Regions from separate parts of the Gossypium arboreum genome. Here region 2 is linked to region 1. A link is a contact called in public Hi-C data. All regions are on one chromosome and are shown on one strand. The core of a region is the stretch at or near the end of the contact, and the rest is flanking DNA. Distances in the headings are between cores, read along the strand shown.

Region 1 (4,444 bases), core at 512-3,011:
TTAATCCCTTGCTAAAGTACTGGAATATAACAACCATTCATCTCCACCCAAACAGACACTTCACAATCGAATTCTTTTAACCTAAAAACAGACAGACTTATCAAAGTTTTACTCAATAGACTAAACACAGATTCACCGTGAACCAAAGCTAGGAAACAGAAGGCGAACCTGCAGTTCACTGTACATGCATCAGCAAAACCCTTCAAAGACCATGGTCATGGACATGGTGGTCTTCAAGTTCCAGCATGTGGGGCTTGAGCTGAGTCGCCACCTGATTCACCTGGCTCATTCCACAATTGCCTTGGCCTTGCTCATTCGAAGCTTCACAATCCCCATTTGTTCCTCCCACCGTCGACGTCTGATCTCCACCTAAAATGGCATCAGTCACCGCCGCCATAGGATGAAGATGTGGGAATGGCAGGTAAATGCTATGTACTATAACATTCAAATTCCTTATCATATCAGCAACCTTAATCGCCACATAGTTGATCCTCAATTGATTCTTCGTAATGCCTTCTCCCGCCGTCGTCACCACCAAACTCTGCCCTCTGTCCAATGTCGGCAGAGTGGTCCCCACTGGAAGTCTCTCCAGATCCGCAACAGTCAAAAACTGATTTGGCACCATATGGAATCTTACACTGTGGATGTAAGCGTACGAACCGGAGAAGATGGACACATCATCAAGACCAAAGATCGTGACATTGATGAGAGGAATGAGTTCGGCATACTTGACTTTCATAGCGAGTGAGAGAACGGAGAAGCCGTTATTTCTCAGCCGTAGCATGGCGTCTCGAAGCATGAATCGCATCAGAGCCACATTCTGTTGCTGCTTAAATTGGTTGTTTTGGCTCTGGCCGTGGTGGAACGGGAAAGAGAGTGACGTCATCCGTTCTACGTCACAAGAGAAAGGCGAAAGAGGTGAGATGTAGCCTTGAAGGCCGTGGATAATGAGTAGACCGTTGTTGAACAGATCTGGCTGAGTGATTTCAACTCCGCCGATAAAGATCTTGTGAACGGTGAAGTTTTTCTGGTTGTTAGCGGTGGAGGTAACGGTTAAGCAACGGCCGGGGCTGAGAGTTTCGACTTTGGTACCGAAGGTGAGTTTCTGGAGGTAATCGTTGGTGAAGAGGCCAGGAACCATGTGTTCACGGAGGAGGGAAGGAGTAGAGCAAGAAGCACACGAGCGGACAGAGGAATCAGAGGGAGCAAAGATAGTGTACGGACCAGACCAAGCAGCGGCGGAGGTAGAGTCACTGAAGAGGGAGGGAGCGGCGGTGGCTAGCTCGTTGAAGCCGAGATGAGACAGGATTGGTGCAAGGAGTGAAGTGTGGGGGAGGAACGCGTGGTCGGCGTGATCTTGAGGTGGTTGAGGCGAAGGTGAGATTGTGAAGAAGGGTGATTGTTGTGGAGCGCTGATGGTGGCAGTGGAAGCGGTGGAGGTGGAGGTGAGAAATTGGTCGAAAGTGGTGTGGGAGACGGAGAGGAAGGAGAGAGCGAGGACGATGATGAGAGTGAGAGAGGGAACAGCCATTTTTCAGAGAGGGAGTTTGTTTGGAGGATTCTTGGAAAGAGTAGGAAAATGATAGAGAGATAGCGAAAGTGGATGGATATTTATTTATAAGGGAGGCGCGTGGGAATTGGGAAATGAAGAGGCTGACACCAACGGTTTTAGGGGGTTTGTTAGGAGTGTCCTTCAAATAAATTTTATGATTTCTGTTTTTTTTTTGGCGGGAACCAAGAAACTACTTTTGGGTGCGTTTTCAGATTCATTTACGAGTTGTTTAAGTACATCCTCACACTCGGTTATAAGGAGTGTCAGCGTTTCTAAATTCGTCATCAATTCATTTCTGCTGATCGGACGGTCCAAAACTTGCTATGCTGATTCCCAGTTACTCACTGTTGTATTTCATTTTCAGCATCCTACTTTAATCAAATGCCCAAATTGCCCCACTGTAACACGTGTTTCTAAAATTTAAAATCTTAATTATAAAAATTAAATATCTTTTGCTGCGCTACCTAGTATGGATTGCAGCCGGTGGGCAATCTTTCTCCAACTCCATTCAATCCTCACTCTTAAAAAATTATTTGTTTTAACACGAATTCACAATTTATTCAAAGATTCAATTTCAACTCTAATCTAACCCCATTCAATTTTTTATTTTTATTTTAAAATAAATAAAATTACATTTCTAATTGTTTTTCTGCAAATAAGGTTTTTTTATGTTTAAATTTAAAACGTAATATATTATTTATTTATATTTTATTATTTATTAAAAGAAATTTTTAATATATATTTATATATATCAAGAGTATCTTTATCAATATCATGAGACAAGCAGAGCAGATTTACCTCACATCTAAAACTGATCTAATTATTATTTTAATTTAACTCAACTCGAAAACAATTTTTAAAATAAAATTCAACCCTAAAGATTAAGTCGAGTTGGAGCCCATCATATTCAGGATTTTTTTTTTACCTCCCTACTCACAGTTCACAAGCCTGCAAATATTTATTTCAACTTTTTTCTAACAAAAGAAAATTGTAAGATCTTATCAAGTTTAATCAATAAATGAGTTATTATTTATAGAATTTAGACTTAATTCTTTCTCAAATTTAGAGAAATGGTGACGTAGTGAAAAATAAATTAATATTTGAAGTTGTAATGAAAAACAAAAATCAACAATAATGTATGAAATTAATATTCCTCAATCATGCTTTAGTATTGTTGATAAAAGCTAAGACGTATTATTCAGGCTTGGGTCTTATAAATCTCTAATTTTATCATGTTCTATGTGAATTTTGTTCGACTATGTTTATATTTTTTTTCCTTTGTATTTTATATTAATTCGATTCTATTATATAGTAATTTGAAATTACCAACACCCATTTACAATAAATTTAACATTATCCAACTTTTTGGCTTTCATTTTACCAATATGAGGTTGGTGGAAAAATAAGAAGAAAAAAAAACTCTCTGTCTCTCTCTTCTTTTTTTTTTTTATTTTTTTATTTTAAGGAAAGACGATTTTGATTTTATGATTTCATTTTGATCAGTATATCAGATCATCCAACAATGATCATGTAAGTTAATTTCTTAATTTCGCAAATGCTCATTTGTTGTTTGCATAATATTGCATTAGTATTAGGGTTAGGTTATTGGTTCGGTCTTTGATAAACTATATATGAGTTCAAAATTTAGATTGTAAGTTTAAATCTTGGGTGATACTGTTAATATCTAATTTTGAAACATGTCTAAAAAAATTAGAGATTGTGATCATATAATTTGCATTAATGACGTGTTAGATGGTTTAATGGATCCAAAATGTTGCAATGAGTATATATATTTTTAGGGGTATTCAAACGGTCAGTTTAATTAATATTCGAATTAAATTATCATTAATCGAATTAATCGAAATCATAAAAATCTTAACATTAACCGAATCGAAACTTTTTCAAAATTTTTTAACTGGCCAACATAATTTCGATTAATTTGGACGGCTAATTAAATTAATCTAAATTTTTACATTTTTTTTGTTCAAATAAATTAGGAAGATGAAAACATACCATTGCAATGTTATTTTTCTTTGCTTTTAATTAAAAAAAAGAAGAAGAAGCCAAAATAATAAATAACACAATAACAATACTAATTTAAAATTATTATAACAAACACTACATTAAAAATAAGAAAGCTTAAGACTTGAGTAGTGAAATGAAAAAAAGAGTTTGAAAAAAAATTCAAAGAAGTCGAGAAGAATAGAAGATATTATGAGTTTGACTCTGGAAAGAAAAAAAATAGGGTTCTTTCTTTTATTTTTTTATTATACTTTTATTTTTTAGTTTAAATATATATAATTCTATTATGATTTTAAGCCCACTATAATAATTTGTATAAATCTAATTAATTTTAAATTCATTCTTTAATTTTTATATTTTGGGTTTACATAATATATTGGACCTATCTAATATAATGGGTTTATAATAATTTTGGTTAATTCAGTTAATTACCTGATTTTGAATTGAATCAACGGTTAATCAAAATTTCAAAAAGATTTAATCAATCTCTAAATGAATTAGATTCGATGGTTTACTGATTAATCAAAATAATTTTTTTTGGGTCAGTTAAAATCGAATTATGCACATCCCTGTATATTCATATATAAATATATTAACCAAAAACAAAATAAAAGGAATCTATATTTTTAATTATGTCATGAATAAAAGAAGTGCTTATTATGGCAATAGAAGTGTAACGCCATTTGTTGACTTCGTTCAATACTTTTTTGTGAGTTGTTGTATTAAGGAGTAGTCTCGAATATGCACGTATTATCCAAATAATATGTGGTATCAACAATGAGTTGATTAAAATATGTTTTAATCAGATATACATAATTTTTTTATGTTCATGGTTATGTGTTCTATAAGGGGTGTATTCGGACTCCTAAA
Region 2 (4,444 bases), core at 505-3,004, 430 kb after region 1:
TAAAAAAGGTAATGATGTTAAAAATTCAAATTTATTCAATTGATTATAACAAGTCATCAACAGGTGAATGAAAGTAGCCATGTAAAAATAATAAAAACAAGCTATATGATTATAGTGAGAAGCTATACTTAAGAAAGTGTATGGAAATCATTAACAAGAAAGCATTGCAGAACTTAGTTCTGAAACAATCAAAAAATATTCCCAACTCGGCCGATTATTCTAGGGCTTAGAGAAAGTTGAAAGTAGACATGCAGCATTTCATTCCTCTGTTCGTTGTTTTGGGGACAGAGATACTGGTAATTACCTGTCACATTCTAGTATGAGAAAACCAGAGAATACACATTGTCATATTGTTGCTCAGCATATGTCTTTGAACTAAACTCCATTGCTAATGGCAAACTTTTAGAGAAATGAAATGAACCGGTAGGTGTAGCATTAATGCATATTAATGACACCTTCACCTCAAAGTATATTATTTTGAAGAACGTATATTTGAAAATCACATATTAATTTTCGGAATAAGTGGCTCTTGATAAATTTCAAATAGAAGTGATCTTCAGCCAACAAATTGGCAATAAAATTTCCGAGTGTCCAAATCCAAATCTATTTTAGGTTTCATCATTGTTAGACCGCATTTCCATGTCGAAGGAAAGAAGCAATCATTCTCCAATCTTATAGAAAACAAATTCTACTAAAAGGACGCATTTATTTATTAACAATGATGAAAATGAGATCAAAACACATCAACCACCTTAAACTTCATAAATGTATCATATCAATACATTCACAAACCATATCCTTTAAATCATCCCAAAATTAAGCATGAAAATTTAGAAACACACCACATCATTAGCAGCAAGGCCGCTGCCATTGTTGGCAGCGAACCTCCAAGACACTGTCGCCGCCAGCTTTGCTTTTATTGCAAAATTCGCTGAATCTTGAAAGAAAAAATAATAAACCTTAGCCCCTTGTCAGATCCAGCCGCTACGCGTCGTCAAAACATTAAAATCCCCTGCCAAAAAGTAAAAGAAATAAGTTAAATACGAATTTCTAAATAAAAAAAAGTCCAGATCAAGCAAAAATCATGATAATTCAACAAAACATTCGACTTCAAAAGAACAATAAACCAATACATCTAATACTAGTAAACTGAAAGTTCAAAAAGGGGTAGAGCAAAAGATCACATTTCCATCGCACTGATTTTGTATCATTTTCCATTAAAATCAACTGAAATTTTACCAAATTGAAAGTCAGTAGATAGCAGATCGAAGAGGGATTAAAGGAGAAAAAAATGAGGAGCTTAGATTTGGAAGAAACGACACCGAATGATGAAAATAGAAATGTAGATGGAAAAAAGAAAGAGAAAGTGAAGGCAAACCTTCAAGAGAGAGAAATGAAGGAAGAATGAGCTTAGTCTCCTTGATTTGGAGTGCTTCTATCTATCAATTTCGTAGAAGAGAAGCCAACGATGAGAGAGATATTAAAGACGGAGAGAGAGAGAAATTGATTTTCCTTTTTTTTTTTTTTTTTTGGGTAATGCTTCTTCTACTTCTTCTTGTCTTTCTGTTTTTCGTTTTTAATTTATTTTTTTTCTGTGAAAAGAAAAAAGAGCGGAGGTTGTGTTTTGTTTTCAGTTCACTCACAGCTCACACAGCCGACGCTTTCACTGGACCACCGACAACTTGAAAGCTCTGCTTCTCGGCTCAGCTTCTTCTCTTCTAAACTCTAAAGAGTTTTTTTTTAAAAAAAAGGTATACTTATCTCCCATTTTATAATTATTCTACTTTTAATTTTTAATTTTTATTTAATAATTAAAGTTGAATAGATTTTAATTATCAAAATTAAAAGAATAAAAGTACCTATAAAATTTTAAATTATGGTTTATTGATTGGGTATTCATCTTTCTCAATAATAATTTGAGTGTAAATCATGATTTTACAAAAAAAAAAAATAGGTTCAGTTTATAATTAATTTTTTAAATAAAATTTTCAATAATTTATATATATTAATGCAGTAAACCTATTTAAAATATTTATATATTTATTAATTTGGTAGTATAATAATTTGTATTGCATAAAATTTTTAAATGTGTTACTTATGTTATATTTTATTGTTATTAAATTTTAATTGTTTAAGATAAAAACTTTAAAATATTATTTTAAAATGAAAAAGATAATAAGAAAACCATGCAGCTTCAGTTTAAGCAACCCAAGCGGCCAAGTAGGTAAGCCAGCATCTTTTTCTCTCTCTTAGTTGGCTGGAAATGGATATTCATTGGTTTGTTGTTGTTTTTCTTTTCCAAAATATTCATTGTCTTATTGGTAAACAGTAAGATACACCTAATTATAATTATTATTAATTTGTTCCTAATAATATTCCTTGTTATTCTGTTACTACCACAGCAGAAATTTTATTCCAATTACCAATATACCCTTTCCTGCTTACTTTTCTTTTTATATATTATTGAATAAAAACAATAAAAGAATAACACATTTATCAACTTTTCTTTTTTGTAAGTAATAGTTAGACTGTCAGATATTTAACCTTTTTTAAATTTATGATTAAAAATTAAAGGAAAAATAAAACCATTTGGCTTGATCAGTAATTTACTAAACAATTGGGTATGGAAGAACAATCCTACTCTACTGCAATTAATTCATCTGATTTAAGTTCAGCATATTGATTCTAATTTTTACACCAGAGGCAAATTCTATTGTACTATTTTTTATATTACTAGTTTAGGTATAAATCTAAACATAAATATCAGAAAATAATTTTTGGATAATATAATCAAATATATATTTATTAGATATATAATATATCATGTTTACGAATATATTTACTAAAAACAGTAATATCATATGAGAAATTCAAATTTCTTTTTTGGAAGACTCGTGAGAACTAACCTTGTAATCAAGAAAAGGGATAAAAGTAAAACAAAGGGCTTACGGAACAAAATGAAAATGGTCACAAATAATTTTTTAATTTTAAAATGATATAAAGGAAAAATACTCGAAAATTAATTAATTAATAAATATGATAAATATATGAAAATGGATTTGTCTTATGTGTGTTAGACATACTTTACCAAGTACAGCCACCCTCAACCATTTTGCCAATCTACAAGCGCATCACATCAAGTTATATTGTCCATCTAATAAAAAATATATATTTACGTGTCGATTGATTGTTAACTTAATTGATATAAATATTATTGTCAATACATGAAGTTATGGGTTCGATTGCGCTAAAGCACATTATCCTCCCATTTATGCGTTAAGGATGGGCTATGGGTAGTTCAATTTATTGTGCCAAAAAAAAATTAGAACCTATAATGAGTTTATTAAAAAAAGATATTTACATTATGCGACTCAAGTGATAGGCTACCAATTAAGAGTGATAAGTAGCCTATGAACATCTCCATTAAATACATGTCCAAAGTCAGCGGAGTCAAGACAACAACTCCACCAACCAATCTCTCCATGTTTTCCAACAACACTAAGCTCTTCCATCTCTTAGAATATCTCTTACGGCAATTGGCCCGCTAGGTGAATAATCTATCTAACCCCCTCCAATTTCATTCATAAACAATTGGTTCAGTAAGCATAGACAACATGACTTATTCCAACTATGATATCCTTACCAACAAAAAAGAACATCAAAGGTTGAATCTACAACCTCTACCTCAAACTCAAACAACCCTAGACCAAACTTGATTATCCTATCAACAATCATAGCCTTAATCTCACACAAGTCATCATTACGATCTGTACAACCCTTATAACCCATATTATCCTTACTACATGGCGTACTCAAACCACTCACCACCTAGGTACTATGTTGCTTATCCAAACCAGTAGCCATATCCCTCCCAAACCCACCCTTACTCTTTCCTTAAGGATTAAACCTCTCAAAACACCAACACTAGTTCTCAATCACTCAAAGAAATCCAAAAAGAAAATGAAAATCCTTGAAGAACATCTCTTGACACAACAACAACTCTATCAATAACAATAAGAAATAAATCTACACAATGAGAAAATCATTGCAAAATTAAGAGCAAACTAGAACCCCCAACCACATGCCTCACAACCAGAAGTACAAAATGAAGACACTGCCTAGTCATTTCCCTATAAGCAAATAAATCCAATTACATACCCACAATACCAACCACATATGTTGAACCCCTAATAGTTACTAGATACAAGCCTTAAGAAAATAAACACAATCTTTCAATAAGTCAAAATTGATAAATATGGAATAAAATTTATTCAACAAACCTTATACCTTAGAAATAGCAGTAGAATACATGTCTCCAACCTTTAAAATGCCGAAAGAGGTATATGATGGTTAGAATGACAATCAGGACCACCTTGTCTAATACAATAGTTACAAGAATATTTTGAGTGCCTTTGATACTTTAAAGTGTTGAGCCTTCCCCATG

The links. A called contact is a pair of places that touch in the nucleus more often than the background predicts.
Region 2: a contact with region 1 is called in a Hi-C map of leaf, with 2.4 times the contacts expected there. The contact joins the promoter of LOC108469565 here to the promoter of LOC108469100 in region 1. A contact is called at or near these places in 2 of 5 Hi-C or Micro-C datasets (both in leaf).

The regions. Positions count from the first base shown.
Region 1 is chr11:65,426,843-65,431,286 of ASM2569848v2, forward strand. It overlaps LOC108469100 (fasciclin-like arabinogalactan protein 21), which reads right to left and starts at 1,762. Exons shown (of 1, transcript XM_017769989.2): 1 at 1-1,762. The coding sequence starts at 1,531. The coding sequence ends at 203.
Region 2 is chr11:65,857,986-65,862,429 of ASM2569848v2, forward strand. It overlaps LOC108469565 (protein CELLULOSE SYNTHASE INTERACTIVE 1), which reads right to left and starts at 1,755. Exons shown (of 8, transcript XM_017770454.2): 1 at 1,379-1,755; 2 at 843-1,012.